Linked DNA regions of Mus musculus: regions 1 and 3 are each linked to region 2. Evidence: chromatin contacts called from public HiChIP or PLAC-seq data. All regions are on one chromosome and are shown on one strand. The core of a region is the stretch at or near the end of the contact, and the rest is flanking DNA. Distances in the headings are between cores, read along the strand shown.

Region 1 (2,700 bases), core at 179-2,678, 450 kb after region 2:
TTGGCACCGTTCCATGGTGGCCGCTGAGTCAGCTCGTAGAGGGAACCGCCCTTACAGCGCTGGGAAAGTTCAGGCCCGAGGCTGCTGCTGCCCCCGCCTTGGCAGCTGGCCAGCCTCTGTGTGTGCGGCCATTCCTAGAAAGTGCAGCCGTGTGTGTGAGGAACAAGTGGAGCTCCAGAGCCTGTCTGTCTTCAGGAAGTGCAGCAGGTGTTGAGGTCAAGCTATTAGAGCTTTGAAAAAAGAGACTCTTCAGGACTGGCGTGTGCGTGCACACGTGTGTGCTGTGGCAGGGCACCCCGGCCCTGCATTCTGTATGGCAGCTGCCCCGTGGCTGCACAGCTCAGTGCTCTGGAGGCTGGCTGTTGGCAGCTCAAATACTTTGAGTTCATTTAAGTTTCTGAGGCATACAAACTAAATATAGACTGTTTGGCAGAACACCTGCCAAAAATGTTTGCACAAATGCCAGAGTAGCTAAGCCTAATATTTCACTCTATATGTACCTTCCTTCTGAATATGGGGAAGAACTCTGTTGGGACAGAAGGTGAGACAATGGGTGACAATGTCTTACAGCCTTTGAGGCCATTTCTTGTTTCTCTTGTAGATTTAGTTTTTCAGCTTGGTCTGTGAGCTTCTCTGTTACTTGTTTTTGTTTTTGTGTGTAAGTGCTAAAGTTTTATTACATTCTGGTTTGTGTGTGTGTGTACATGGTAATATTCATGCTGTAGCGTATATGGTGATCATTGGAGAACTTGCTTGAGTCCCTTTTCTCTTTACACACACTGTGGGGCTCAGGGATAGAACCAAGGCTGCTTAGTGGCAGGTGCCTTTGCCAGATGAATCATCTGCCCCATCCTCTTCCCTTGTTTTAACCTTGCTTTAATTAACTTTAAATTGTGTGGGGTTGGGGGTGTGTGGGGTGGTTGGGCATATGTGTGGGGGTGCATGCCACAATGCTCATGTAGAGGTCAGAGAACAGAGGGGCCGCCCTCAGTTTTCTCTGTCCGCCAGGATCCAACTCAGGTTAGGAGGTAGGGAGGCAGGTGCCTTTGCCAGCCCTTAAACATGGCTTTAAAGGACTAAGTAATGTGCTTGAGATTCTTTTTTAATGTTTTTAATTATGCTTTGGACAGAAGACTAAAAGCACAGCTTTGAGAGAGAGCCTGTAAAAACCTGGAGTCAGCCATGGAGAGACCGGCTGGTTAAAGCTGGTTGAGACCGGCTGGTTTTGTTCTTTGGTTTTGTTCTTCGGCCTTTTGTTCTTTAAGTAATTAACTTGTGGAGAGTAGAAGTTAAGTAGCACTTGCTCCAGCAACAATTCAAAGATCTTTTCCAGTTGACACAAGATCTTAATTGTTAATGAGTTATAGTAGCCTTTATTCTACACCGTATATTTGGGCCGAGTCTTTGTGCCAGGCCTGTTTGCTCCAGGCAAGTCTCTTCCCTCAGGGAGTCAGATGCCTAGCAGGGGTGCTGCAGCAGCCTCTAGCTAGGGTTGGAAGTGGGAGGTAGTAACTTAACTCAAACCCTGCCCAGTCTGCTCTGTGATGCAAATACTGTAAAACAGGTTATTTTCTAAACACTCTGTTACATACCAAAGTAGAAGAGATGATCCCCCCCCCCACACACACACACCTTTGTACACATAGTGGAGAATTCTCGAAAAATGTTTTACAGGAGTCAGTGAGGGCTGGGCAGGTATTTGCAAACTGAAATACTTCAGAGTGGTACACTTATGCTGTTTCTGAAATCCTGTGCTTACAGCACATAGAGTCAAAATTACCTCATGGATTCTCTTCTCAAAGCAAGCCTTGCAAAATATTTGCTTCTCAAGGCCTGGCTCATTCTCTGGCACCAGGGTGATGGGAAGATGGATAACTATGGAACCTAGCATTCTAAACCCGCCAGATTTCTATGGGCAGAGTAAATAATTGTAAAACAAGACAACAAAGGACTGAGTGTCCCTTTTCTCAAAGGAGATCACACAGCGGACATGGGGGTATGGGGGGCTGTGCTGCCTTTAGGGGTGGTCTTCTGCTGCCTGGATAGTGGGGGTTTCAGCAATACAGGCTTTGTCTTGAGCCCATTAATGGAGCTAGGCTTCCTTCCACAGAACAGAAAGATGAGGGCTAGTTTGATAGGCAAACTTTGCCAGGCACTTTGGTTACTGTGTGTAGCTTTGCATTGCCAACCTAGTGCAGACCACTGAGATTTAATAGGGTTCATTGCTCAATAAAGATTGACACCCCCCCCCAACCCCTGGTGTCGTACAAAGTTTTGTTTAGAGTTGCCCTTCTAGGATGGAAGAGTCTTAATTTCAGAAAATTTGCAACTGAAAAGTTGATAACCCTTCTTAAATTCTGCTCATCACATGTTAATGAGAACATGGGGTGGCCTGCTTTGAACACCTAGAAGCTGTTTGCTGCCTTTTCAGCCTTCTGACAGCACCTCTGCAGGATAGATGCAGAGGAAGCCCCAAGGCAGGTGGGAAGGACCGTTAAGTACTGGAAGATTACTTGAGAAGAAGCAGCTTGGTTTAGAGTTTGTTTTGTTTTAATAAATCATTGCATTCGAGGGCAGCTAATAGCACAGAAATGGAAACTGGGCTCTGGTGAGATTCAGTTGGCAGAGTGCTCAAACAGACCTCGAGCTTGGTCCGCAGTGACACATTGTCCCCTTGATAACACATTTCTGCAGTTCAGC
Region 2 (2,824 bases), core at 301-2,800:
CTTCCCCCAGTGACGTTGGATGACCTAAGAGGTGTGAGCAGAAAGAAACCCTTTCCTCCCTAAGTTGCTTTTGGTCATGGCGTTTGATCACAGCAATAGAAAAGTAATCAAAGCAGCCCCAAAACTCTAGATTTATTTATGTATTATATGTAAGTACACTGTAGCTGTCTTCAGACACTCCAGAAGAGGGAGTCAGATCTCATTACGGATGGTTGTGAGCCACCATGTGGTTGCTGAGACTTGAACTCAGGACCTTTGGAAGAGCAATCGGGTGCTCTTACCTGCTGAGCCATCTCACCAGCACGCCCCAAAACTTTAGGACAATGCCTGTGGTACACTAACAACCACTTTCTAGCCTCAAGGAGCTCCAATCTCTGGCAGCAAGAGGTCTTAGCCTGAGCCTGGGTCCCAGCAGCTTGTCAGGGAACAGACTGTCAATGCACATGGAGGCCACCAGGGGGAGCAAGACTTTGTTTCCTCAGGGCTATTTCAGAGGTAAAAGTAGGGCTTTTTGGGTTTTTTTTTGGGGGGGGGGGGTCCTCGTTTTTTGTTTGTTTGGTTTGGGGGGGATATATGAACATCATTTCTGAAATCACACCCACTGTCTCTTTTGCTTGTTCAGTATATATAACTAAGAAATATTCATGGATAATTTGCATACAGTTACAGTCAACTCCTTTATGTGTAGAGTTTGACAAGCTTTAAAACTATAAATAAGCCGGGCATGGTGGCGCATGCCTTTAATTCCAGCACTTGGGAGGCAGAGGCAGGCGGATTTCTGAGTTTGAGGCCAGCCTGGTCTACAAAGTGAGTTCCAGGACAGCCAGGGCTACAGAGAAACCCTGGCTCGAAAAACCAAACCAGGGCTGGTGAGATGGCTTAGTGGGTAAGAGCACCCGACTGCTCTTCCGAAGGTCTGAAGTTCAAATCCCAGCAACCACATGGTGGCTCACAACCATCTGTAACAAGATCTGACTCCCTCTTCTGGAGTGTCTGAAGACAGCTACAGTGTACTTACATATAATAAATAAATAAATCTTTAAAAAAAAAAAAGAAAAGAAAAACCAAACCAAACAAACAAAAACTATAAATAAATATAAATATACCCAAACAAACAAACAAAAACTATAAATAATTATAAATATACCCCCACAATAAAAATGTGGAAAAAGTCCATTACTCTCAAAATCCCCTTTTGGGGATCAACAATTAAAAGCACTTACTCTTCCAGAGAACCCAGGTTCAGTTCCCAGCACCTACAAGATGGAGCACACTAGTTGTAACTCCAGTCCCAGGGGACAAAGGCGTCCTCCACGGACACTGTATGAACATGGCACATCACTCATACACATAAAATGCAAGTGAAAACCCCACTCCTCTCTTGCTCCTGTTGTGGGAATCTTTCTAGAATAAGCACTCTGACACCAGTGGGAGTGGAAGAGAGATATCTGGACCAAAGCCAGGACAGCTCCCAGCAGGCCTTGGTATTGACCCAGTCTGTGTCCCCGTTTTATATCTAAAACCACAAGGGGGAGCTAGTGAGCTTTTACTGGCACTTGCAAGACAGCAAGAAGCCTGAGCGGAAGTCAGGTTGTTAAGGGCAACGACTCATTGTTTTAAGTGTTTCTCAGGTGGCTCTGTTCCAGGTAGGCAAGTGAAGCCATGTTTGGCTTTAGGCATTCTAACAGCGCTTTAGGAGAATCACTAAATAAATCAATAAATCAGTAACTGTTGTTATCTCCTCCTGTGGTATTTCCTTGTCCTCAGCCTCACAGTCACAGAGCCCTGGAGTCCCTGAGTTGTTCTCTGTCCCGGTAGCTTTGCATTTCATGGGATCACCTGTAAATAGCGACATATAGTAGGCAGCCTTTTGTTTCTGATTTCGTTTACAGAATATGCCTTTTAGTTTAATTTTAATTTTTATATTATAAATTGAAATAATCTTGCTGTATGGAGTACAGAGTGAGGTACTTTGTGATTTATGAAATGACAAAACAATTAAATCAAGCTCGTTAACACAGCCATCAAGTCAAGCACTTATCTTGGGATGAAACAATTCAAATGCACTTTCTTGGTGACTTTTGTTTGCTTTTTTGGTCAAGGCTTCTAGCAGAGGCTAGCCTTGAACTTGCTCTACCATAGCAGAGGTTACAATGAACTTTGGTTCTTGAGCCTCCACCTCCCAAGTGGGGCAAGTACAGTCACGTGCAGCCACACCCTGCTTCTGCAGGGCAGGGGACTGAACCTAGGGCCTCATGCACGCTACGTCAGCACTCTGTCCACTGAGCTACAGTTCTGGATTGTGGAATGTGCATTTGACAAGGACCAGCTTCGGCTTGGAGAGGGGTTCTGAGAAGGGGAGTCTGGGAGCCTCGAAAAGAACCACTTGAAGTCAAACTGTAGATTCAAGCTAAGACCTGTGCTCTGCTAGATACAGCTTTTCCAGTCTGCTTCTATGCTCTGCTTTCTCTCTGGAGATCTCTCTGGTCTATATTCTGCTTGCTTGCTATTCTAAGAGATCTCTCTGTCCAAGTCCTGCTTACTTGTGTGCTTCAGCACGAAAGCAAATGCGTGAATGTCAGTTGTCTAAGCAGTTCTCTTGTTTTCCTAAGTTTTCTGGATAGCCCATCTCCTGCAGAGCACAGGTCCAGTCTTTTATTTTACATTTCAATCCAGCATCCTGTTACCCCAGCCATTTATTTGTAGGACAGTAAACTTACCTTTGTTTCTTGACAATGCAAACAATTCAGAGATCAGTCTGCTTTTGTTAAGCACAGGTGGTAAACTAGTTAGGTGGGACTCTGCCCTGAAATTACCATTTTCC
Region 3 (2,700 bases), core at 78-2,577, 480 kb before region 2:
CATGGCTGGGAACATGGCTCAGTGAATTCCCAGAACCTGGTAAATCTGGCCCTGGGGGCTAGAATCCAGCACACTTGTGAGGAGAGTCACGGACGCTCCCAGGCAGAAATCAGACTCTTGTGAACAGTGTGGAAGGTGAGGACCAACTCCATGTATATACTATCATATGCATACAGCAGCACTCACACATGTATATACTATCATATGCATACAGCAACACTCACACATGTATATACTATCATATGCATGCAGCAGCACTCATACATGTATATACTATCATATGCATGCAGCAGCACTCACACATGTATATACTATCATATGCATGCAGCAGCACTCACACACGTATATACTATCATATGCATGCAGCAGCACTCACACATGTATATACTATCATATGCATACAGCAGCACTCACACACGTATATACTATCATACATGCAGCAGCACTCACACACGTATATACTATCATACATGCAGCAGCACTCACACACGTATATACTATCATACATGCAGCAGCACTCACACATGTATATACTATCATACATGCAGCAGCACTCAAACACACTCACACACACTCTATACATATACATCATATACATATATATATATGGAGAGAGAGAGAGCGAGAGAGAGAAATTTTCTAAAAGGAGGCAGGTACTTCTTACAAATAATGAAATTAAGGGTCAAAAACGCTAACTTGCCTCAGCCGGGTTCAAACCTAGGCATTTCAACTACAAAGTTCTGCCAGTATTTCTCAGAAGTGATGTTGTTAGTATTGGAAGCAGAACATTTTTTAATAATTGAATAATGTTTAGCATCTCTGGTCCCTGAGCAATAAAGGTCAATTGCAGGTCCAGGTCATTATAACAATTAAACTTGTCTGGCAGGGTGTGGTGGTGCATGTCTGGAATTCCAGCCCTCTGAGGGACAACGGCAGGAGGATCTTGAGTTCAGCTTAGGATATGTGTGGGGTGGGGTGGGGTTGGGGGTTAGGGCAGTGCACCCGGGGTTGAGAACTACTTAGATCAAACTGTTTCTCCTAGAGAATAAAAGGAGAAAATTTGCAAATGTGACCCTGAGTGTTGTCCCTGAGTGTGGAAACACATTTGCCAGTCTGAGGATGTGTGCTCCCATCCAGTCTATAACTCTCCTTCTGTGTGTAGCATGTGCATGCCAACAAATGTGGAACATGAGGTGTGCCCTTAGGAGTGCGTGGGGCCGAACCCCCCAGGACCCCTACCACACATAGTCTCTTCAGTCCTGATGCTCTTCCCTCCTAAATGCATCTCGCACCAACTTCTGCTCTGTACATCCCGTATCAAACCTCTTCCTCCCACCTGGGCCACTGCAGCAGACCGGCCTCTAGGGGCAGATGTGGCCAGCTCGCTGTCCACATCACCACCAGCGTGATCCTTCTGAAAGACAAATCAGACCATGCCACTCACTTCCCGTCTTGAATTCCTCAGACGCTGCCTTTCTAAGTAGTTCTAGAAGCGGAGCCCTGTATCTCAATGAAACCTTCAAACAGAGATACCATATGTACAGCAGATAGACGAGGAACCATACTGTTGAACTGTGTAGACTACTCAGGAAGACATGTAAGGTCTTCCATAGTATGTCTCCTTGCCTAGTTCTACAAAAACTTGTGTATGTGCGTGTGTGTGTGTGTGCATGTGTGTGTGTTAGTACACAGCGCACAAGTGTGTGGTTGCTCATGTGTGTGGTTGCTAGAGGCAATGGCAGCTTTTGTCCGCTCATCGGTCTGGAGCTCACCAAGTAGAGACCAGCCAGTGTGTTCCGGTTTCTGCTTCCCCAGTACTGGCATAGTCACCATGCCTGGCTTTAAAAAAAATTTTTTTTTCAAACATGGGTTATAAGAGATCCAACTCAGGTTTTTATGCTTGCAAGGCAACTATTTTATCAACTGAACCATCTCCCCAGTTCCACAGCACCATCTCTGACCTTACAGAAGGAAAATGGGAGCTGAGTTTGAGAAGACTGGAACCAAACTGAGTTCAAATCCGTTCTCACTTACCAGCTGTGCAAAAGGACATTCCTTCACCTCTCTGGGCCTGGGTTTTCTTAATGATAATGTGGGCCTGGTAATGCTGAATGGGGATTCTTTTAAAAATGAGATGAATTTGTATGTGTGAAGCACATAGGGTAGAAGGACTCCCGGTATGTAGTAATCGCTCTGTAAATGTTAACTCTTTTGGCCTTGCTTATACTTGACCTTGAAATGCCCCAAATTTCTGCAAATGACCTGAAGTCAGAAGCTGCTCCAGCCTCTGTTAGGTGCACACTGTATGTGTGTATGGTCAGAGTGCAGGGCTTGGCCACTGGAGATGAAAGGAGCCTTATGTAGAAACACAGAGAGACAGGATCTTGCATCACCAAGCTGTCCAGGGCACACGGGAACCCTTGGCACCAGCATGGCAAACAGCTCCTTTCTTCTTTCTGAATGTTGGCTTCATCATCCTTCAACTCTGAAAAGTAGACAAACTAATTTCATTCTCTAAATTCTTGAGGGACTAGTTCTGATTGGCTAAATCTCTTTTCCAATGCCACCTAATTGGGTAAAGCTCCTTTCTGCCTGGCTATTTATAGGTCATTAACTGTGAGGAGAAAACCTCTAGCCCAATCAGCATTCACCATCCTTTAAAGCCTGAATTTGCTTTCCTTGTAGCTGAGCTGGTGGCAA

The links. HiChIP or PLAC-seq counts read pairs in DNA pulled down with a chosen protein or histone mark.
Region 1: an H3K27ac HiChIP or PLAC-seq map of embryonic stem cells shows a contact between it and region 2, with 5 read pairs. The contact joins two enhancer-like sites. A contact is called at or near these places in 2 of 115 datasets of contacts at active chromatin or transcription factors (embryonic stem cells and extraembryonic endoderm stem cells).
Region 3: an H3K27ac HiChIP or PLAC-seq map of embryonic stem cells shows a contact between it and region 2, with 5 read pairs. The contact joins two enhancer-like sites.

What each region holds. Positions count from the first base shown.
Region 1 is chr9:57,828,954-57,831,653 of GRCm38.p6, reverse strand. All of the region lies in intron 2 of Arid3b (AT rich interactive domain 3B (BRIGHT-like)), which reads left to right. Among named protein-coding and RNA genes, the nearest start is that of Arid3b, 6.5 kb to the left of the region's middle. Within about 2 kb of position 1,428, at least 22 of the 459 cell types and tissues checked have an H3K27ac peak or open chromatin away from gene starts, as enhancers often do. A contact at or near this core is called in embryonic stem cells, where this site is marked.
Region 2 is chr9:58,279,412-58,282,235 of GRCm38.p6, reverse strand. No RefSeq gene overlaps it. Among named protein-coding and RNA genes, the nearest start is that of Stoml1, 28 kb to the right of the region's middle. Within about 2 kb of position 1,550, at least 56 of the 459 cell types and tissues checked have an H3K27ac peak or open chromatin away from gene starts, as enhancers often do. A contact at or near this core is called in embryonic stem cells, where this site is marked.
Region 3 is chr9:58,755,173-58,757,872 of GRCm38.p6, reverse strand. It overlaps a transcript of Rec114 not described here. Among named protein-coding and RNA genes, the nearest start is that of Rec114, 15 kb to the right of the region's middle. Within about 2 kb of position 1,327, at least 9 of the 459 cell types and tissues checked have an H3K27ac peak or open chromatin away from gene starts, as enhancers often do. A contact at or near this core is called in embryonic stem cells, where this site is marked.